Regions from separate parts of the Mus musculus genome. Here all the other regions are linked to region 4. A link is a contact called in public HiChIP or PLAC-seq and promoter capture Hi-C data. All regions are on one chromosome and are shown on one strand. Each heading gives the region's core, a stretch centred on a gene start, on an enhancer-like site or on the middle of the called end of the contact. The rest is flanking DNA. Distances are from core to core; before and after follow the strand shown. Region 1 holds the start of Zfp457 (zinc finger protein 457). Region 2 holds the start of Zfp459 (zinc finger protein 459). Region 3 holds the start of Zfp874a (zinc finger protein 874a). Region 4 holds the start of Zfp493 (zinc finger protein 493). Region 5 holds the start of Zfp429 (zinc finger protein 429). Region 6 holds the start of Zfp874b (zinc finger protein 874b). Region 7 holds the start of Zfp953 (zinc finger protein 953).

Region 1 (2,974 bases), core at 330-2,829, 470 kb after region 4:
TGACAATTACTGGGGAGGGCAGCCCTCATTTATTCTTCTAACTGCTATCCTGGTGTCCTCCTTTCTTCCCGATGGTATACCCCAGATACTTGCTGTTTCTCATGGCCATGTCTCATCTTTGAGACATGGCATCTTTGTCCTCTTTCCCCATTCTTCCTCCTTTTCCTGGTCTCTCTTCCTTCTCTCTCTCTTCTCGACCCTCTACCAGGTAACTCAAAACCCACCTACCTGTAATTTCTCCAGTAATTGGCTGTAGCCAATTTGATTTAACTAATAGTATTAAATCAAGGAACAAGGTTTGCACAACAGAACCTTGTAAATGTGAGAAGTCTGTGGTAGGCTTAGATCTTCGGGTATAGAATTTAGCATTACATACATAGCAACAGACCAGACCTCAACACATAACACATATTGGAAAACTAGCTATGCTGAGAAATAATAACTTTTGTGGCTTCTGACAATGCCCTTCACTGCAGCATTCAGGAGGAGGACAGACCAGTCATGATGCTTGCCAATCAAGCACAGGTACACACACGTACTGCTCCTTGCCTCTAGTTTCTCTGAGTGAGCAAATGATCTGCATCTCTGGATAAACATACTCCTGAAAAAGAATAGGGACTCTGCACAGTCTTTGCGCTGAAACGGGTTCCTTTTGGATCATTAGGATTCCGGGAAGTATGAAGCCTTTTCTGTAATGGAGTTTGTAACTTTGACTCAAGTATGAACTACACAGGAATAAACCTTCCCATGAAAAGGTAGGGATTCTCAATCCTGCATGTTTCCAGTGTAACTTCTTTATTACAGTGACTTATTTGACAGTAATATGAACATATATCTGATACCTTTGTATTCAAGGAGAAAACACTCAAGTGTTCTATTTAGAAGGGAGGGAAGTTCAAGACAGATAACACTAATGTTCAAATATTTTCAAATATGACCGATGACAGGATCAGTGCAGAGACAGGAAAATCAATAAGAAACATCAAACCTAAGGCAAAGGGAAATCCTGTAAGTGCACAATGGCTCGACAGTCAGTACACACACCATTGTGATCCCAGGAACTCTGCCCCTCCCCTTGGGAGACAGGAAAGCCTGTACTAAGAAAACATCTGCTGGTGACTAGATTTGATCTCCAATTCTTCTATCTTAAGCGACTAAGATGGTTTCAATAGAATCGTAAAGAGATAATGCTCACTCCTACATTAACTTCCTGCTTCCACATTCTTAAATAAAGCAGATCATGAAAGCATGAATTTTTCATTCGTGAATGATTCTATACATAGATCAGAGTTGTAGCAGAGATAACATGGAAACGTGATGAACGTGATTACTGTGAAAGGCTCATCTTACAGGCAAACATTTCGTGCCATGACCAAGGATTTTAAAAGAGCCCAAATTCCATGTGCATGCCCATGTGCAGCTGCTCTCAGTGGACTGTAATCCAGGCAGTGTACAAAAGCTCTTCAGTGGGTTCCCGGAAGTCCTTCCAACTGACTTGTGGGAAATGTAGTCCCATCGCCTGTGACGTCATCAGAAAGAGCTGTCAGCAACAAAATTCCGTATTCTTTCTTCAAACTTCGCTTCTTCTCAAATTTGTGCAGCTGTCCTGTTGAGCGCTGCATTTGGATTTCTGCCATGGAGGTTGGTGCAGGGAACAGCACCATCTTGCAGATCTGAAGGACTGTGCAGGGTGGCGGATAGGGCACAGAGAGTGCCAACTTGGGCTTGTGAGACAGGAAGCTGCTGACCTTGAGGTGCTGTGCTGACCTAGGCTGGGCCACTGTCCCTGGGCACAGGTTTGAAGAGGAGAAGGTTGGAAACAGCAGGATGGCAAGGGCAGGCAGGGTCTGCTCACTGCCTGTGCCTGAGATGCTGACGGGAGCTCACGCATCTTTGCTGGGGAAACGTGCTCTGCCTAGCTGACGGGTTCTCCTGTGGTGGTTGTCAGATTCTTAGGACATACAGAACACGTGGACATCTAGCGCCCCATATACTTTATGTCCTAGAGATTACTCCTGGTTTGAGCTCACACAGCTTCCCAAAGGTCCTAGTGTCTAGGGACAGAGAGTCCTGTGACGGTGATTGTTGTGTGGGTTGTTAGTTACTTTTCCTTTGGAATGAATTGTTAGATTTATGGATGCCTTGGTTAGAGTGGGAATTTCCAATAGACATCTCTGTGACTTGAATCATCACAATACATGGCTATGTAGCCACAGAATAATCTTGTAATTGGTATGAACCTATGTTTGCCCAATCCAGATAATTATGGATTTTGCACATCAAATTAAAATCGCTAGACAGCAGTACCTCAACGGTTCTGAGTATGTGTTCTGTCCAAATTTGGACTTCTTTTCAGATGAGAGACGACTTGGTGTGATGAGAGATTGCTGGGTGGGGCTGGAAAGTCTGAAAGGGAAGAGGAAAATGGCTCTGCTCATCTGCCAGGCTCTGTAAATTGTTCTCTAATCTGCCAGGCTCTGTACATTGCTCTCTAATCTGCCAGGCTCTGTACATTGTACTATGTTTTCTTATCACATGATTTTCTTCTGTCTCTTCACATTGTCAGCAGCGTCTGAACTGTCCTAAATTTAACTGTCTTAAATATTAAATTTTCTGTCCCTCAATGTGACATTCAGGTTTACTGAGGCACCTTTAATAGTTTTAGGAAGAATTCCCCAAGTTTTTCAACTGCTTTGGAACAGCTGGAATATAAATTTGGAAAGCTGTTATACATTTGGGGTCTAATGATTTTTCACATAGGTTCCTGTCTATGCATAGTTCTCCTCCTGAAGGGTTAAGAGAATAGTTTAGTCCAGAGCCATTTGAATAGCCTTGATCTGAGAACACAGATTTACTTTAATCCAAATTCTATGCTCCAACATGGAATCAGTTTCATGGTTTTACAGAACAAAGAATGTCATTAACCAAGGAAAATTTAAAATACTTTGGTGTGAGTCGATAGAAGCATGTACTA
Region 2 (2,979 bases), core at 479-2,978, 360 kb after region 4:
GAGAAATATAAGAATAGCAAAAGGTGTTAAGCAAATTTCCATCGAGGGCAGTGGGGGGGTCTTCCGGCTTGACCAAGCACTGCACTTTGTCAACCATCTCCTTCAGCACACTTGGCATCACCATGGAACCATGTATGCTATCATGGGTGTAAAATAATAAACATTCTTACTCAGCTATGAACCTTGGAGTATAGTAAGGAAGATGAGCCTCCTGTTGCAATGGTGGCCTGATATTATTGGAGTAACCAGTCATCTTCTAATTGTATTTAAAGAGCATCCCACAGGCTGTATCTAATAACAGGTGGTGATGATGTGCAGGATAGGGCATAGTCTCCGGAATAGCTCCGGGGCCTCTCAGCAGGTAGCAGTATCTTGAAGAGGAACAGAGACACTGGCTGAACAATAGAGTGATCTAGGGAGGAAGGCTCCACCCTAGGTAATCTCCCTAGTGGCAGCAAGGTCAAGTTCTGGCTCAGCCAGCTTCAGGCTGAGGGAAGGTTATAGTTTTCTACCCAGAGATCCAGGCACCTCTCAAAATCTGTCAGAAAATATGAATTGTGTGGTAGATGGAGAATAACACACAAGCTCACATTTCCTGAAAGTGCAAGGAATATACCCTGTGGATGCACTGACCTAAGTGGGACACCGACATCACACCCCTAGTGCCAAACCTCAAGGATCCATGAGGGAGAAGTGATAGCCACAAGATAGTCAGAGCCAGGTATAGTGATGTCTACAGTGAAACAGCATTGGCCAGATATGTCACTGCCATTGCCTGCATGAACCCACTGTGGTTAATAAGTATGTGGACATCTGTAGAAGCTAAAACCAATCATAAAGCATGCATGGATGAGTGAGAGCCTTGTTATAACACACCCTGACTGGAGCAGCTATTGGCTATTGATCGCTTCTGTGCCTTTGTAAGTCTGCTGCTTTGCAATAAAGTTGAGCCTGGATCAGAACTTTTGTTTTGGCGGTTCCCAGACTCTCATTCAAGGTACCTACTTTGACTGATAGTCGGACTACACCAAACTGCTTTACCACGTATCTGTCTAAGTTTTGTTTTGTATTTACGTTTTCCTCTTATTTAGAAAGAAGGTGTACTTAAATTGTCCATTACAGCCTTGGATCCATTTGTCAGTAACCTCTGAGAAGCTAGGAGCGTAATCAGGCACACCAAGGCTGAGTTGAAAATCCCTTTTTAAAAGATAATTTTCATCTCTACATCAGCGTAGTGCTTCATTATTTTTTTAAAGTACAACTGAGTCAACATGATGTTTTTCCGGGGGTAGTAAGATTAAAATCAGAACACGTGGACCAGAAAGGACTTGTAAGCCTAATATTTCTGTGAAAGGCTCTACTCACATCCATACACCTCTTGTTGTGGCTGTGGAGTTGAAAACTGTAAAGAACACATGGCCTCAGAAGGCATTCTTCCCGATGCTGTAAACTGCACCGCGAGTGCAGCCTCTGTGCAGGCGGGCAGGGGCAGCTTACAGCATCGGGGAAAATGCCTTCTGAGGCCATGTATTCTTTACAAAAACCATCCTGACTCCCCGTGGTTGTCATAGGAACTCTGCATTTTCCTTCCACACTCTACTGCAGGTTTCCAAGAAGAAATCCAGGAACAGTAGAAGTTGCCCTACCTGGACTCCAGGAAGTTCTTCTCGCAATCCAGTACCCACGTGACTCCGACGTCACAAGCAAATCCCACCCGGCTTTTGGTCAACACTCGTCAATCTTCCCGAAAGTTGGACTGGAGTCCTGTGATGCTGAAGATTCCTGTAGCATCTCTGACTTAGAGGTTGGTCGGGGGAGCAGCGTAGCTTGGGGAGCTGGGTTCCGTCTCAGAGGGAGCGGACCTAGGCTAGGTGGGAGGGCGGAAGAAGCTGCATGGACTTGCCGCGCTGAACGGGCTGGGACAGGTGAGGTTGCAGGGCAGGGTAGGGGACTGGGTGTTTGGGATTGTGAAGGATTCTTTGGAACACTGCGTGCAGCCCGAGTCTACACCGGAGCAGGTAGGTAGCGGGGGAGTGGATAATAGTGCAAGTGCAAGAATTGCAAGCTAATAGTGGTAAGCTGACTACCTGCTCCTGTAATACCTGCTCTGCTGGGAAGCACACTAACCTGGTGCCCCATTCTCACCTGGCTGCTGTGAGATTCCTCAGTAAATGGGTTTTCTGGTTCCTCCGGCACTCCGTAGCCGGCCTATTGTAATGGTTTTGATTATATTCATTTTCTCTGCCATTTAAAGAATTAAGAATGATTTAAATACATATATATGATTTGCAACCGGTGGCATGTTGGGAAATTCTGTAACACAGAAGGGAGATCTGCCAGAAGGACCCGCTATAGAGAAGCTTTGACTAGGGCTGAGACAGCACACATAGTCAACACATGGAGGGAAAGACTACAAAGCAGAGTGCCAACCAGGGAGGCTGAAGCCTGTTTCACCTTGCGGGCTGCTTTTCTCAAACCTTTGAAAAGTCCCCCATCCCTAATTTAGGGTTGAGTAATTTGGGGGTGGTGGTGGTGGTAAGACAGGATGTTTGGTTAGCCCACAATGCTTGCCTCACCACGTCTTCATCTGGGCTAAATTGTTGAGCTAGTCCATGATCAGGGGGAAAATCTCACGTGGCCTTGTTTTAGGGGGCCAGGCTTTTGTGTCAGGTCAGCAGGGTGAGGAAGAGCTCACAGACCTGTGTGTATTCACGTGATTTAGAGAAAACAGGCCTGTGATCAAAAGAAGCTTGAGCCTTCTGTGAGGCACATTCCTGTTATCTCTGCATTTGTGAGGGGGAGGGGCAGGACCCTCTGGACATCCCCTGCTTGATAGCAAATTCAAGGCCAATGTAAGCTGCCTCAATCTGTGTCAGAAAACATTTAATCATGCTTGATGGACGTGAGAAATACTCTCTATGATTCATTCCATGTCTTCCAGTGAGAGCCGTGGAAAACCCCTGCAATCAACACTTTGGT
Region 3 (3,077 bases), core at 202-2,701, 330 kb after region 4:
CTTGCTGTCTGTCATGGGGTAGCTGTGCTTTGGAGGTGTCACATTGGCCTGGTTCGTGTTGATTGTGTTGTTTCGAGGGCCTTTAGCCATCTAGATGCTTTTGCTCCATGGATGTTCTCATTGTAGCCGGATTGAGAGGAAGGTGAACCTGGATGGTCCTGGTGTGGCAGGCCTCTGATGGGCTGCCTTGGGCTGTATGGTTGCGAACCTGTGGTTCTGTATGCTTCAGGAGTCTCAGGTTTGATGAAGGTGGGCAGATATGTGGCAGGAGAATGGAGGACCTCTCGGATGGCGGGCTGCTCCAGCAGCTTGGCTTGCCCCAGAGGACTCAGATAGCAGGGAAGAAGGGTTGGGGAAGGGAACCTTACCTGTGGTTCAGGAGTCTGATGGAGGTGAAGGAGAGGTGGCAGGAGAGTGGAGGTTCCCTGGGTAGTAGGCTGCTCAGAGCAGCTTGGTTTGGCCCAGAAGGGATTCTGTTATTTCCAAGGAAAACTGCCAATATAACATACTATTTCCCTCTCTCCTCCTCCTTTTTTTTTGGGACAGTCCCAGTACAGGCCTCTGGCTCTCCTAGAACTAGAGTTTCTCCTGTCTCTGCCTCCCAAGTGATTGAAGGCATATCCATAACATCTGGCAAGTTCCTTTTGTCTATTTTTCTATTTTTTTTTTGCAAGCTTAAGTAACATTTTATAATATGTAGAATGAAGATTAAAATAAACATATTGATGAGCAACAACTTGTAAACTTAACAAACAAAACATGGAAAGGCTTGATTCACAAATATCTTCTGTGATGAATCTGGATATTTCTGGTTTTGTTGTTCTTTGTTTTGTTTTGAGACAGGGTTTCACTGTGTAGCCCTGGCAGGCCAGGGACTCACTGTAAACAAGGCAGCCTGGAACTCAGAGGTGCCTGAATTTGCTTGCAGTGAGCTGGGATTAAAGACACCGCAGGCTGTGAATCTTGAATGTCAAAAGCAGCCTGAGTCCCTGCTTTTGCTCTTTGTCCTCTGTGAGGAAACTTTATTGTGTGCCGGGCACCCGCTCTTAAATTACTAAAAGATAAGTTCCTGGCAACTTCCCTCCTCCAGAAAATTGTAAAACTCTTTTGAAATGATTAACGCATGGTCTGGTTTCTGCAAACTAGCTTATTGCCACTTAACTGGCAGTGAGGTGGTTCCTCAAATAGCTGTAAACTCCACGGAAATTAAGGAATTAAGAACTTTACAGTGAAAATCCGGAAAAGCGGCACCTTACATAAACATTCGGCTCGTTAGAACTGGACACAGTTCATGGTCTCCTTGTTTCCTAAGTAGGTGACACTACATTGCAGACACACATCAATGTAGAAATCCAGGACCTTTAAATAATACAACTCACTCTCCTAGGACTCCTGCAACGCCATCGCACAGACTTGTGGGAAATGTAGTCTGCAGCACGGTGACGTCACAGGTCTGCACTTTTAGTAAACAGTTCATCTTTTAGTAAGCATGTGCGGCTCTTATCCAAAGCTGGGCCAGACTCTGGTCCTGCTGTGCTCTCCCGTTGGATCTCTGACATGGAGGTTGGTCCAGGGTTCAGTCATCCCAGGGTCTGTGCGGGGTGCATAGTTCCGGAAGGAACAGGGACCGGATGGAATGGGAGCTGGGAAGAGCTGATTTGGAGGAGCTTTCTGGACAGGGCTGGTGAGAGGGCGCTGCGGGGGTTGGTGGGACTGACCCCTGCGTTAGACTGACAGAAATCAAGGAATGGAGAAGCTTGTAAGTTCAAGGATTGCCTGGGCAGTGTTGGCTGGGTGAAGGTCTTTGCCTGGGCATGGTGATTCTGGGCGTACACTTTCCAGCTTTCTGGTGGAAGCATTAGCTGGGTCACTCTCACGTGGATATTACTGGATCTGTCAGTAAGTTTAGTTAAGAGGAGATCTGGTCCTTTCTGTACTTTATGGCTGTCTGTCACGGAGTTCAAGACCACTGAAAAAAACTCCGAACAAAACTAGGAATTATGAGATAAAACCAGCCGGGCGGTGCTGGCGCACGCCTTTAATCCCAGAACTTGGGAAGCAGAGGCAGGCGGATTTCTGAGTTCGTGGCCAGCCTGATCTACAAAGTGAGTTCCAGGACGGCCAGGGCTACACAGAAAAACCCTGTCTCGAAAAACAAAACACAAAAACACACAGAGAAAGAGAGAGAGAGAGAGGGAGAGGGGGAGGGGGAGGGGGAGAGGGAGAGGAGAGAAGAGAGGAGAGAGAACCAAACAAAAAACAACCCAAACTGCTTTATTTAGAGCCACAATCTCCTTTGCCAGTTTGAGAACTGCTGCAAAAGGGAAGATAGGGGTTGGAATTTTTAAAGGCACACACCACAAGTATCTCAACTCTGGGGATTTTCTGCTATGTGGGTTTTTTTTTTTTTCTTTTTTTGGTTTTTTGTTTGCTGTTTGTTTTTGTTGCTGTGTTGTACAACAGCTTAGTTGGAAATGGAGCTAGCTTTTAACTATCACACATGCAATAACTCTTGTCTTGCTTTGAGGTGACAGAAATTGCTAGGTTCCAGGGTCAGAGTTTTGCGTACTGGAGATTGAGGTGTGTGATGTTTCCTCCACTTACCTGGAAATGAATTGTGAATTTACAGATGGTTCACTTGGATTAGGAATCTCTCGTGGAAAGTGTTTAATTCCTCACTTGAAATGACACAGATGTTTTCTGAAAGGATATTGAGCTGTTTCTCAGTGGAGGATGAACTAAAATCTCCCTAAGTAAAACAAGAGATAAAACTTTTGCCTCAGAGGTTGTAAGCCTGAGATCGAAAAACCTGTCACAAGGTGTTAACAAAGGACACCAGAGGTGCCCTCGTGTTAACACTGCACACACGCTGCCTGTTTCAGTTGGTCAAACTCTTTTGTAAATGTACAGTTCTGATTTATAGGTTTTGTGTACATATTGTCTGTCCAGAATGACTAACCTACTGTTGAACCAAACATCTATGTTCCCCAATAAATTCTCTGTGTTTCTGGATGTCATAGCCTCTTCAGTCTCTCCTAGCTGAGAGACTGTAAGTCTGGCCCTGCTGTGAAGAAGAT
Region 4 (3,076 bases), core at 315-2,814:
GGCAATATTTGTCTTCCTTAGTAATACTTTCAAATAAAAATGTTACAATAGCCATGAATAGGGCTGGAGAGATACCTGAATGGGTAAATACGGACTGCCAGAAACTCTGTCAGTTAATAACAGAGTTCAATACCCAGAACTCACATGGTGGAAAGGGAGAATGACTCCCAGAAGATATCCTCTGACCTTGTAGGTCCTGCCATGTCAATGTGGCACAAACCAATAATCCTAGTCCTTGGGAGGTAGAGGCAGGAGGATTAGGAGTTCAAGGCTGGCTTCATTAAGGTGCTTACAAGGTGCCAGTCACAGGGCCCTGAGTGATCAGAGCTCCTCAATTCCATCTTTTTGTCTCTCTGACACACTGTAAGTACTTGGGTGAGTTTGTCTAGAACTGTTTGGGGAGGGTTAGGGAACCTAGATGCCACATTCTTCGATAAGAGTTGGTTTAGGTGAGTTTAGACACTGCAGATGATATGCAAAGACAGAACAGCTGGCCATTAAAGAGCGATGAAGACCGACCTCTTAGGATGCAGTATTATTTCCTCCCCCAGAGACATTTCAGCCCCCTCTCACCTGTAACCAACAGCCCTGTACCCACGCCTATTCTCACACCAATTTGTTTCTCCATTTTGAAAAGGAGTCCAAACGCAGTCTCCGAAGGTACTGGCTGATCTATTATTTTCTAGTACTTTTCACTCTACACTACAGAGTGAACTACTTGGTTGACACAAAACTCAAATCTTTCCCTTTAAGGGACTATTCTGCCCTCATTCATATAGGAGTGTTAGTCTTGGGGTTGACGTCACAACAGTGATCGCGAAGGACTTCTATTCAAAATAGTTCATAAATCTAACAGTTCATTACCAAGAAAATGGAACCAACATTCCAAACACCAACCGCCCTCCCAAAACTCCCTTCACTTGCAAATAAACAAGGTTATGAACTTTTGTCAACTCCAAGAGTCCTGGGCCAGCTATAAAGTAAAGAAAGCACCACACACCCAGTTGGTTCTAGATTTCCTGAGAAATCTGACTACAACCATGTGAGCCTGAGTCAGCTAGAGAGCAGAGTTTCCCCAGCCAAGCAGGAGAGTGCGCTCCCAGTCATAGCCTCAGGCTGTCATCAGACACCAGTCAGGGTGAAACCTGCCAGGACTTCCAGCAGTTCTCACTCCTGGGTCCTGAGCCAGCTCTCCTGCGCAGGGTGGACTCCAGCAGTAGCCTCGTGCAAGCAAAACGGTCACTCTCAGAGCCGACCCCATTGCCCTTTCCGCAGCTCTGACCTGGATCCAACGTGGGGTTGGTCCAGCCTAGGTCAGCACAGCACCCCCAAGTCCGCTTCTTCCCACCTCCCATCCACAAACCCTCGCCATCCATTCCGGACCCATCACCACGCGGACCCTCACGCCTGCAGGGCAGCGTTGCACCCTGGACGAACCTCCATGTGAGAGATGCAAACCGAGTACTGAGCAAGACCTTTTTCTTGCTCAACTTTGGGAAAGATGCAACTATGCAGACCGAGAGTAGAAACGTGGTTTCCTGACTGGCTCCTTGTGACGTCATATGGGCAAGACTACATTTCCCACAACTCTATGCGAAAGAAATCCCTTAGAGTGTAAGGGGTTGGGAGGAAGCAGTCAGTTTGTGTCCTGGTACAACCACAGGGAGCCAGTTGGCTTTTAAAATGCTAAATTTAAACCGGGCAGTGGTGGCGGCGCTAGCTTTTAATCCCAGCACTTGGGAGGCAGAGACAGGCTCTGAGTTCGAGGCTAGCCTGGTCTATGGAGTGAGTTCCAGGACAGCCAGGGCTACACAGAGAGGGGGGGGAAATGCTGAATTCAGTACAGGACACGTTTAAATGTAAATTGAGCCTTTGGCAGTAACCTTTAATAGGTTTGCAACTTATTTCTGTTCAATATGTTGCGATTTAAACTCAAAAGTGTACTTATTATGGAATCTTCTACATGTAAAGTTCACACTGATTCAATATTACTATAAAATAACTATATGTGACCTTCCTTGTAGTCGAACTGCTCAGGAACTTAAGACAGGAGGATCCCAAATCCAAGGCTAACCTGGGCCAAATAAAGAGACCTTGTTTCAAAATACAATGTACAAGTAGGGTTAGGGAGCAAGGGGTAAAGCCCTTGACTACAGTGGAGGCTTGGCTTAATACCAAGCATTACATATGCATAACTACTCCTTGTTCACCTGTGTGAGCCATACATGGATAAGACTCCACAACTGGATAACGTTTTCATGTGAACACTGGAAACTTCCATACAGTGAAGGGCATGGATCAGGGACACAGCTGTTTTAAATCATTGGACAAAGTTAAACATCCAGCTCTCTGATGTTAACTTACGAAGAAATCCTGAATTTATCTCAGGATCTTTTTTTGGTCTGTCTGTAAGTAGAGTGCACACATGTTCATCCACTAATTTGTGCTATACAAGAGCTTCATCCTCTTCTACCTGGTTTTTCATGAATGCAGGCAAGTATTGTTGGGGACAAGAAAAGAAACGTATTCTAAGTACTATGACGATTTCACTTTCAGATTTCATTAAATTCTAGAGAGAAACTAAATTCATAGTTCCAGGCCCTAGGGGAGCTGGGGACTTCCGTATAGCTGAATAGCTTCTGTTTTAAACAGTTGTCTGAGTCCAGCCATCTCAAGGGCAACTTCTCCATCTTGCTGGCAGGGTCATACAAGTTCATGTTCCCAGGCCCGTAAAGAACAGCTATCACTCACTTTTCCAAATGTTTTCTTAATTTGTTAACAGCTGTGTGTGTGTGTGTGTGTGTGTGTGTAGAGAGAGAGAGATTGCTATTATTTAAACCATGGTTTTACACACACACATATATACTACATACAGCTGACCCAGTCCTTTGTCTCCTTAGCACTCTAAGCTCCTAACCACTCCAGACCTAATGTCTAGGAGAACGAATTAAGGACCTTGAAGCCAAGTGCCCTGGATACCGCCCAGTCTCCAATGGTACTCCTTTGTTTAACCCATAATGTCAAAATACAATTGGTTAAAAGTGCAGCTCCCCTCCCCTGGTCCCCCCTGTTTTGT
Region 5 (2,910 bases), core at 97-2,596, 380 kb after region 4:
CAAATTATCAGGTTCTCTGAGTATAACCACAGGATTGAATTAGTAGTGAGAGTGCAGAGACTGGTTCCATTCGGTTGAGGTCATTATGGGAATTAATCTGTAAGGTTCCAGTGTTTATTTCAGCACCCATAGTCTATGCTTCTGTACTCTTAGAGGCTACTTTGGGTCTGTGTTCCACAGTGGAGTAGACTCCACTGCAGCTGATGTTTTAGTACCTGCCTTTAGTTCACAGGATCTAAGGAATGGCCAAGGCATTGACTCCATGTGATCCCCTGGCTGTTTTGTGAGCAGTCCCATGTACACTGATTTCTGAGGGCTCTCAGAAAGAAATCCTAGTTGCAGGTGAGGGTGGATACCAATTTAAAATGTTTGTGCTCTGTATACTCTTGTTTCTACAGTACAACTCAAAGCCTTTGCATTTATGTCTCAACTACATACAACAAGTTGGAGAAATGACTGGATGTGTGACCTGCTTTTATTACAGACACCTTTCTACCAACAGATCAACAGTAGTAGTCTCTGTTGGACATAGGTAGCCTGTTAGCTGGTTTTAATCAATGCCTCCTTGGGCTGCTTGTTGATCTCCTTTCCAATGTCTGAGAGTCTGGGGCATTAACTCGGGACAAGAGATTTAGAGGAATGTTAGATAGACACTTGCTTGGGTGTGGCTTGGGAATGTCAAATTTTATCTTCAGAGTCAACCTCCTTGGCCTGCTCAAACAGCATGTGTTCCTGTATATGTAATATTAGCAATGCCCTGGAGGAATTATTTCTATATATTCGAAAAGTAGAAACACAAACAACAGTATACAAGTTTGTTGGGGCAGAAACCAAGCCAGCTTTGTACCGCAAGTCCATTTGTCAAAAGTTACTGAGGAGCTAGGAGCATAGTCAGGCACACCAAGGTTGGTTTCAAACATCCTTTTATAAAGTTACGTTTCCTTCCCACGTAGGTTAGTGTATTGCTTTGTTATTTTAACGAACTACTAAGTCAACGTTTTTTGTTTTTTTGTTTTTTTCAAGAAGTAGTAATATTAAACTTACAACTAGAAATGACTTGTAAGCCATATGTTTCTGTCAAAGGCTCGACTCATATCCGTACATCTCCGATGTGGTTCTGGGGTCCGAAACCAAATGGGGTCGCATTACCCATAGCTTTTCTGCAGAAAAGGCTTCCTCCTTCAACCTTCTACTTTGTGTTACCATCCACGTACCTCTCCAAACAGTAGAAGTCACCCACCCTGGGTTCTGGGATTTCCTTCGCACAGACTTCTGGGAGATGTAGTCCGCACCGCTGTGACCACTGGGAGCCTTCCAGGAAATCCCCTTCTGACTTCAGGTTTGTACTTGTGCCTCTTCCTCAAAGTTGGGCGGAAATCCTATGCGGCTATCTATTCCAGTTGTCTCTGACAAGAAGGTTGGTCCAGTCAGCAGCGTTGCTTGGGGCTCTGTGCGGGGTCTGTGTCAGGGAGGTTGGTTCAAGGAAGCAGCATAGACTGGGGTGGGTGCCAGAGCAGGGCTCTGTCTTGGAGGGAGCGCTTCTGGGCTGGGTGGGAGGGCGGAAGCAGCTGCCAGGACTTGCTGTGCTGAACTGGCTGGGACCGCTGAGGCTGCAGTTTTGGAGTGAGGGGACTGGCCTTTTGGGATTGTGTCCTGAGTGAAGGTTTCCTTTAGAACACCGAGAGCAGCCCGAGTCTGCCTTGGTTCTCTGGTACACTGGAGCAGCTTGGTAGTGGGGGACTAGATTGCAAACTAATGGTGATGAGCTGACTACCTGCTCCTGAGAGAGTGCCAGAGCCCACAGACCTGCATTGCTGGAAACGCGCATTCCTGGCTGCCCCCATCTCACCTGGATGCTGCCAGAGTCCTTTGTGTCTTTAGAGTAAAAGGGTTTCTGGTCCCCGTGTACTCTGTAGCCAGCTTATAGCAATGGCCTTGAGGTCTGACTGTGTTCACTTTTCTCTGCCAGTAAAGAATTAAGAGAGGAAAAATCCGAGGTACTACAGGTGTCGTTTAGGGGAATTCTGGGACACTGCCAACAGATCTGCCTGAATGCACTGAAAATCTTGGACTAGGGTTGAAGAAACGCATGGAGTGGATACACTGGCAGGAATGTCTACAAGGCAGAGTGGGATCGAGACGAGCTCACATCATGTTTCACCTTGAGGGCTGTATTTTCTAAACTTTTGAAAGGACCTCCATCCCTACTTTACAGTTGAGAGTTTTAAAAAAAGAGATAATGTCCGCTTGGCCCACAATGGTTCCGGTCAACATGACATTATCAGGGCTTGGACTTGTTGAAGAAGTTTATGAACATTGTGTATATTTCTGCCAGTGTTTCTGTTATCTTGTAGCTTTGCTGCCCATGGTAATATGAGGTATAAAAGGGCGGTGAATAATAAACTTGAGGCTGCTGTGGTATTGACCAGCAGTCCTCCCAAGTCTATTTCTTGGCTCTGCATCTTTTTTCGGCCTCTCCTGTCTTTAATCCTCACTCCACACTCAGAGACTCTTTGACACTTGGCACAACCTAGGAGTTGCTGCTTCATGATCTGTGTTGTATGTATTTTAAGCACTGTGTAGTATAGACAGGCTGGTAGGGAATGGGGAGTCTGTATTGTTTGGAACCTGATCAGGAATCCATCGTTCTCTTTGCCTCTCTCTCATGTTTACTTCCCATCAATGTCCTGTTAATCTTTAGATCTGCCCGACTCTCTGAAAATTTATCTCTGATTGTCACTGACAGGAGATGCAAGAGTTCTTAAAACATCTGCGCTGTCCTTTCTGTTGCTCTAGACTTCCTCTAGGATGGGCTTCCATTGAGTGGAATGTAACCATCGAGCTCCCAGTTATTGGAAGGATAGGTAGTAATTGTTAATGGGTGGAACTGTTCCTGCCTCAGGTCAGACA
Region 6 (3,050 bases), core at 154-2,653, 300 kb after region 4:
TTCAACTCCAATAGTCCCGTACAAAAACACATACAATCCAGTTATTATATTTATAAGCAATAAACCTAGATTGGCAGAACTATACTAACTTATCCCCAGCTAGGAGACCGTTGGTTATCTGCAGTTTCTCCTGGTCACGTGGTTCAGCTCCATCTTAGCTGCTGCTTCCTCCTCTCCTGTCATCTCTCCCTCCCCATCTCTCGCTCTCCAAGATCTCCTCTCTCACCTTTCCTCTCCACGGCCCAATCACAGGCTTTTGCTTTTATTGACCAGTAAATGGGGAGAAGATTCACAGGAGAGCACCTGAGTACTTGATCCACCACTCTCCCGGGGGCCACCCCTCTTGAGGATGCAGAATTAACATGAAAATTCAAACAACATCAGGACAACCCACAACACTTACATAAGCTAAAGGTTGAAAATATGGACAAAGGATCTGCGATGGATCTGGGCGATCTTTACTGATAAACAACAGAGAGGAGGACTTTAAAATTGTTCGATACTCCGGAGGCAGAGGCAGGCAGATTTCTGAGTTTGAGGCCAGCCTGGTCTACAAAGTGAGTTCCAGGACAGCCAGGTCTAAACAGAGAAACCCTGTCTCGAAAAATCTAAATAAATAAATAAAATTGTTCGATGATTTAGTCTGTTTCTCTTGACTAACCTCCGACACGAATGGATTCCAATATTCACATGAAAACGATTTCCTGCAGTGGCTTGTGATCTGTGTACGGCTTGTAGTTGATTTCTAGAAGAGCCATTGCACAGGGCATCCAGAGTGATGGCGCTTAAGCCTTGTGGTGATCTCCTGTAAATAATCCGTGATTGTTACCTAAAATCCATGGCATTGTCTTCTTTGGGAATATCAAAAGCTTAGCATAACCTCAGTTATAAAACAATCCTGGTAAACCCGACACATTGGCTGTCAGTCCATCAGAAGCTGATTCCCCGGCGGCTTTTGCTAAAGCTTATCACATCCTGGAGTGTCTCTATCTCTTACCATCTTGGTAACTCAGTACACTGACAAATATTCACACAGGGTGTCAATACAGGAGAACGCGGCTCACTTAAGTATGTGCAGTACTGGGTATTAAGCCAAAGCCTTGAGGCAGTTTCCTCAAATAGCTGTAAATTTCACCGGAAATGAAGAAATTAAGAACTTTGCCAAGAAAATCCTCTGCCCCTTTAAGCTGGACCACAGAAACTGAGGAATGCACTCGGCTCGTTAGAACTGGGCTCAGTTCGTGGCCTCCATGCTTCTTAACTAGGCGACACTAACTAGGTGACAGACATCAATGCAGAAATCCAGGACCATTTTGTAGTACAACTCACTCTCCTAAGACTCCTGCAACGCCATCGCACAGACTTGTGGGAAATGTAGTCTGTAGCACGGTGACGTCACAGATCGGTACTTTGGTAAACAAGAGTTCAGCTTTTGGTAAGCATGTGCGGCTCTTATCCAAAGCTGGGCCAGACTCTGGTCCTGCTGTGCTCTCCCGTTGGATCTCTGACATGGAGGTTGGTCCAGGGTTCAGTCACCCCAGGGTCTGTGCGGGGTGCATAGGTCCGGAGGGAACAGGGACCGGGTGGAATGGAAGCTGGGAGGAGCTGATTTGGAGGAGCTTTCTGGACAGGGCTGGTGAGAGGGCGCTGCGGGGGTTAGTGGGACTGACCTCTGTTTAGACCGACAGAATTCAAGGAATGGAGAAGCTTGTAAGTTCAAGGATTGCCTAGGCAATGTTGGCTGGGTGAAGGTCTTTGCCTGGTCATGGTGATTCTGGGCGTTCACTTTCCAGCTTTCTGGTGGAAGTATTAGCTGGGTCACTCTCACGTGGATGTTACTGGATCGCTCAGTATGTTTAGATAAGAGGAGATCTGGTCCTTTCTGTACTTTATGGCTGTCTGTTACGGAGTTCAGGACCACTGAGAAAGATCACCAAATAAAACTAGGAATTAAAAGGTAAAAAACAAACCAACGAAACAAAACTGCTTTATTTAGAGCCACAATCTCCTTTGCCAGTTTGAGAACTGCTGCAAAAGGGTAGACAGGGGTTGGAATTCTTTAAGTCACAAAACACAGTTGTCTCAACTTGGGATGGTCTGCTTCATAAGGCATTATATTTTTTGTTTGTTTTCTGAGCAAGCACAGCTAAGAGAGATTAAAAAAAGCAGAATGCATGTCCGGTTACTATTGTTTGCTGTTTGTTTTTGTTGCTGTGTTGTACAACGCTCAGTTGGAAATGGAGCTAGTCTTTAATTCATCGCACATGCAGTTATTCTTGTCTTGCTTTGAGGTGACAGAACTTGCTAGGTTCCAGGGTCAGAGTCCTGAAGGGAGCATTGGTGTACGTGATATTTATCCCACTTTCTTTGAAATGAATTGTGGATTTAAAGAAGATTCACTTGGAATAGGAATCCCTCATGGAGGCTGTTCAGTTCCTCACTTGAAAGTAGCTTGACACCCATGTTTGCTAAAAGGATATTGAGCTGTTTCTCTTTTTTTTTTTTTTTTTTTTTTTGGTTTTTTCGAGACAGGGTTTCTCTGTATAGCCCTGGCTGTCCTGGAGCTCACTTTGTAGACCAGGCTGGCCTCGAACTCAGAAATCCGCCTGCCTCTGCCTCCCGAGTGCTGGGATTAAAGCCGTGCGCCACCACGCCCGGCTTGAGCTGTTTCTCAATGGAGGATTAATTAAAATCTTCCTAAGAAAGACAGATTTTAAAAAATTGCCTCCAGGGTTAGGAACCTTAGAGGTTGTAAAGCATGGGATTGTAAAATCTGTCACAAGGTGTTAACAAAGGACACCAGAGGTGCCCTCACTGTAAGATTGCACACACACTGCCTGTTTCAGTTCCTGACCCTTGGTCAAACTCTTTCGTAAATGTACAGTTCAGATTTGTGGATTTTGTGAATGAGCTGTCTGTCCTGACTGACAAACCTGTTGAACCAAACATCTGTATTTACAATAAATTCTCTGGGCTTTCAGATATTGTGGCTTCTCTGTTCTCTCCTATCTGAGAGACTGGAAGTCTGGCCCTGCTGTGAAAATTTTTTT
Region 7 (3,100 bases), core at 448-2,947, 420 kb after region 4:
CATATACATGTGTAATATAACCAATTTAAGGTTACGCCTTACAAATAAACTCAATTCGGATTAGGGTTATTTCATTTGGCTTTGACAATTACTGAGCTGCAACCCTTAATCTACTCTTCTAACTGCTGTCCTGGCTGCCTTCCCAGTGGAAGTTGCAGTTTCTCCTGGCCACATGCTCATGGTCCGTCTGCTCCAGGGCAGCTTCGTCCTTTTTTTCCCATTCCTCCTCCTTGTCCTGGTGTCTCTTCCTTCTCTCTCTTCTCCACCTCCTACCAGCTAACTCAAAACTCACCTGCCTCAAATCCCTCCAGTAATTGGCTGTAGCCAATTTGATTTATCCAGTAGTTTTAAATCAAGGAACAAGGTTTACACAACAGAACCTTGTAAATGTGAGAAGTCAGTAGAGAGTCTAGACCTTTGAGTAGAGAATTTAGCATAACAAAACATAGCAACACACCGAACCTCAACACATACACATATTAGAAAACTTGCTATGCTCAGAAATTCTGTCCTTGTGGTTGCTGACAATGCCTTCCACTGCAATATTCAGGAGGAGGACAGACCACTCATGACCTCATTCTAAACAGACATGCCAATCAAGTGTCCAGGTGAATGTACTGCTTCTTGACTCTAGTTTCTCTAAATCGAGGAAGGTGTTCTGCATCCATAGGTAAACACACTCCCTGACAAAGAACTCAATAGGGACTCTGCACAGTCTTTGCTCTGAAACAGCTTCCTTTTGAATCATAATATATCAGGGAAGTATGAAGCCTTTTCTGCAATGGGGTTTGTAACTTTGACTCAAGCTTGAACTTCACAGGAATAAACCTTCCCAAGAAGAGATGGGAATTCTCAATATTGTATGTTTCCAGTGTAACTTCTTTAATATACCGACCTCATTTGGCAATGCTATGAACATATTTCTGATACCTTTGTATTCAAGAAGGAATTATCTCGGTGTTCTGCTTCGGAGAAATAACGGAAGTTCAAGGCGGATACCACTGATGTTCAAATATTGCCAAATATGAACGATGACAGGCTCACATGAGAGACGGAGAATTCAATACGGAACATCAAACCTAACACAGGCAGAAATCCTATAATACAAAATGGACCAAGAGTTAGGACATACACCACTGCGATCCCAGGAGCTCTGCTCCTCCTCTTGGGAGAGATGCAGAGGAAAGCAAGTGCTCAGAAAATACCTGATGGTTGCTGGCTTTGAATTCTAAGTCTTTTGTCTTAAGCACCTGATATGCTGCGTAGCAGGCAGGGTCACCAAGGATGGTTTCAAGAGCACCTTAAATTAGCTCTTGCTTCCATATTTTTAAGTAAAGCAAGTCATGAAAGTGCGAGTTTTCCATGTGGTAGTAAGATAGTTTAAAATCACGGTGTTCTAGCAGAAATAACTAAGAAACCTGATAAACATCACTGTGAAAGGGTCGACTCACAGGCTAACATTGCGTGCTGGGACCACAGAACTTTAAATGAATCCAAATGCCCTGTGACTGCCCAAGTGCAGAAGACTGTTTCTTCCCAACTTCAAGGAATCACAGTCAGGATACCAGCAGGTGAACAACCCAGTTCTGTGGGTTCATGGAAGTTCTTCGCACTGATTTGTGGGAAATGTAGTCCGGATGCCTGTGACGTCATCAGAAGGCTGGCCGTTGCTATCAAACTTCCGCATTTGATTTTCAAACTTAACTTCTCCCCAGAGTTAGGCGTCTGTCCTGTTGAAACCTTCGTTTGGATCTCTGACATGGAGGTTGGTGCAGGGAACACCGCAACCTTGCAGATCTGAGGGACTGTGCAGGGTGGCGTATCGGGCACGGAAGGAGCTTATCTGGGCTTGTTATGAGACAGGGCAAGCTGCTGACCTGGAGATGTTGTGCTGACCTAGGCTAGGGAAGAAAGTTGGAAACAACAGGATGGCAAGGGCAGGCTGGGTCTGCTGACTGCTTATTTCTGAGATGCTGAAAGGAGCGCACTCATCTTTACTGGGGAAATATGCTCTGCCTAGCTGACCCGTTCTCACGTGGCTGTAGTCAGATTCTCAGGAGATTTAGAACACTTGGACATCTAGCGCCTCCTATACTCTGTGTTCTATCTAGTACTGGAGTTTGACTTCACAAATCTTCCTAAAGTTCCTAGTGCCAGGGACAAAGAGTCCCGTGAGGGTGATTGTTGTGTGGAATGTTAGTTCCTTTTCCTTTGGAATAAAGTGTTAGATTTATGGATGCCTCGGGTTGAATAAGAACTCAGGATGTATAATCCTGTACCTGAATCACCACAATACATGGCTGTATAGCCACAGAGTAGTCCTGTAATTGATATGAACCAGTGTTTGCACAATCCAAATAATTATGAATTTTGCCCTTCTGCTAAAAAAAAAAAACACTAGACAATAATACTCAACAATTCTTAGTATGTGTTCTGTCCAAAATTTGGACTCCTTCTCAGATATGAGAGATGACTTGGTGAGATGAGAGAAATGGAACTCATGATCTCTGGAAGGGACTGGAATGTCTCTGAAAGAGAAAGGAGATGGCCCTCCTCTGGTCACATGATTTTCTTCTGTCTGTTCACATTATCAGAAATATCTAAATTCTCTTAAATGCACTCTGTCCCTGTATCTGGCACCCAGCTTTACTGCTGCTCACTGGACATTTCTAGAATGATTTCCTCATGTTTTCCTGTGGTTGTAAGAAAAATTCAGAAAGCTCTGGCACACTTGGGGTCTTATAATTTTCACATAGGTTCCTGTCCATGCAAAATGCAGTTCTCCTCTTAAAGGGTTAAGAGACAGTTTAGTCAGCCTTTTGAGTGGCCATTATCTGAGAATACAGACTTAGGTTAATCCAAATTCTGTGCTTCAACACAAGGCAGTTTCATGGTTTTACAGAACAGAGAATGTCATTAACCAAGGAAAATTTAAAATACATTGGTGTGTGTCTCATAGAGTCATCGGAGATATTCTATTTACCTAAGATACCATCTGATGAGGTTTTAGCTTTTGGACTGATAGAATTTCATGTTCTGCCTTGTCAGTGGATTCTGAGAGGTTTTTTATCTATTGTCACAAGCTGTGTGGTCCACTATA

What was found. Promoter capture Hi-C pulls out the DNA fragments that hold promoters and counts their contacts. HiChIP or PLAC-seq counts read pairs in DNA pulled down with a chosen protein or histone mark. Capture Hi-C pulls out chosen DNA fragments and counts their contacts.
Region 1: a contact with region 4 is called in a promoter capture Hi-C map of adipose tissue. The contact joins the promoter of Zfp457 here to the promoter of Zfp493 in region 4. A contact is called at or near these places in 11 of 39 promoter capture datasets (the C10 cell line, the HPC-7 cell line, HPC-7-derived erythroid cells and 7 more), 1 of 484 Hi-C or Micro-C datasets (muscle stem cells), 2 of 115 datasets of contacts at active chromatin or transcription factors (bone marrow-derived macrophages and embryonic stem cells) and 3 of 9 other capture datasets (adipose tissue, liver and macrophages).
Region 2: a contact with region 4 is called in a promoter capture Hi-C map of liver. The contact joins the promoter of Zfp459 here to the promoter of Zfp493 in region 4. A contact is called at or near these places in 6 of 39 promoter capture datasets (the HPC-7 cell line, cranial neural crest, embryonic stem cells and 3 more), 1 of 484 Hi-C or Micro-C datasets (embryonic stem cells) and 3 of 9 other capture datasets (adipose tissue, liver and macrophages).
Region 3: a contact with region 4 is called in a promoter capture Hi-C map of liver. The contact joins the promoter of Zfp874a here to the promoter of Zfp493 in region 4. A contact is called at or near these places in 7 of 39 promoter capture datasets (the C10 cell line, the HPC-7 cell line, cranial neural crest and 4 more), 2 of 484 Hi-C or Micro-C datasets (CD4 T cells and muscle stem cells), 2 of 115 datasets of contacts at active chromatin or transcription factors (fibro-adipogenic progenitors and large pre-B cells) and 3 of 9 other capture datasets (adipose tissue, liver and pancreatic islet).
Region 5: a contact with region 4 is called in an H3K4me3 HiChIP or PLAC-seq map of stem cell-derived neural progenitor cells, with 8 times the contacts expected there. The contact joins the promoter of Zfp429 here to the promoter of Zfp493 in region 4. A contact is called at or near these places in 10 of 39 promoter capture datasets (the 3T3-L1 cell line, the C10 cell line, cranial neural crest and 5 more), 2 of 484 Hi-C or Micro-C datasets (Th1 cells and liver), 2 of 115 datasets of contacts at active chromatin or transcription factors (embryonic stem cells and stem cell-derived neural progenitor cells) and 3 of 9 other capture datasets (adipose tissue, liver and macrophages).
Region 6: a contact with region 4 is called in a promoter capture Hi-C map of liver, with 2.5 times the contacts expected there. The contact joins the promoter of Zfp874b here to the promoter of Zfp493 in region 4. A contact is called at or near these places in 20 of 39 promoter capture datasets (the 3T3-L1 cell line, 3T3-L1-derived adipocytes, the C10 cell line and 12 more), 3 of 484 Hi-C or Micro-C datasets (the G1E-ER4 cell line and embryonic stem cells), 3 of 115 datasets of contacts at active chromatin or transcription factors (double positive thymocytes, effector CD8 T cells and memory CD8 T cells) and 4 of 9 other capture datasets (adipose tissue, liver, macrophages and 1 more).
Region 7: a promoter capture Hi-C map of liver shows a contact between it and region 4, with 3 times the contacts expected there. The contact joins the promoter of Zfp953 here to the promoter of Zfp493 in region 4. A contact is called at or near these places in 13 of 39 promoter capture datasets (the 3T3-L1 cell line, the C10 cell line, the HPC-7 cell line and 9 more), 1 of 484 Hi-C or Micro-C datasets (CD4 T cells), 2 of 115 datasets of contacts at active chromatin or transcription factors (both in bone marrow-derived macrophages) and 3 of 9 other capture datasets (adipose tissue, liver and macrophages).

What each region holds. Positions count from the first base shown.
Region 1 is chr13:67,305,017-67,307,990 of GRCm38.p6, reverse strand. It overlaps Zfp457 (zinc finger protein 457), which reads left to right and starts at 1,579. Exons shown (of 4, transcript NM_001003666.2): 1 at 1,579-1,641. The coding sequence starts at 1,636.
Region 2 is chr13:67,420,167-67,423,145 of GRCm38.p6, reverse strand. Zfp459 (zinc finger protein 459) reads left to right here and starts at 1,728. Exons shown (of 4, transcript NM_177811.4): 1 at 1,728-1,804. It overlaps Gm33787 (a long non-coding RNA gene), which reads right to left and starts at 1,703. Exons shown (of 2, transcript XR_382593.2): 1 at 1,647-1,703.
Region 3 is chr13:67,449,998-67,453,074 of GRCm38.p6, reverse strand. It overlaps Zfp874a (zinc finger protein 874a), which reads left to right and starts at 1,451. Exons shown (of 4, transcript NM_177712.4): 1 at 1,451-1,563. The coding sequence starts at 1,558.
Region 4 is chr13:67,778,181-67,781,256 of GRCm38.p6, reverse strand. Zfp493 (zinc finger protein 493) reads right to left here and starts at 1,564. Exons shown (of 4, transcript NM_028402.2): 1 at 1,438-1,564. The coding sequence starts at 1,443.
Region 5 is chr13:67,398,203-67,401,112 of GRCm38.p6, reverse strand. Zfp429 (zinc finger protein 429) reads left to right here and starts at 1,346. Exons shown (of 4, transcript NM_001080941.1): 1 at 1,346-1,417. The coding sequence starts at 1,382.
Region 6 is chr13:67,482,606-67,485,655 of GRCm38.p6, reverse strand. Zfp874b (zinc finger protein 874b) reads left to right here and starts at 1,403. Exons shown (of 4, transcript NM_001076791.2): 1 at 1,403-1,515. The coding sequence starts at 1,510.
Region 7 is chr13:67,359,169-67,362,268 of GRCm38.p6, reverse strand. It overlaps Zfp953 (zinc finger protein 953), which reads left to right and starts at 1,697. Exons shown (of 4, transcript NM_001038651.3): 1 at 1,697-1,765. The coding sequence starts at 1,760. It overlaps Gm17039 (predicted gene 17039), which reads right to left and starts at 1,604. Exons shown (of 2, transcript NR_167764.1): 1 at 1,206-1,604; 2 at 1-1,097.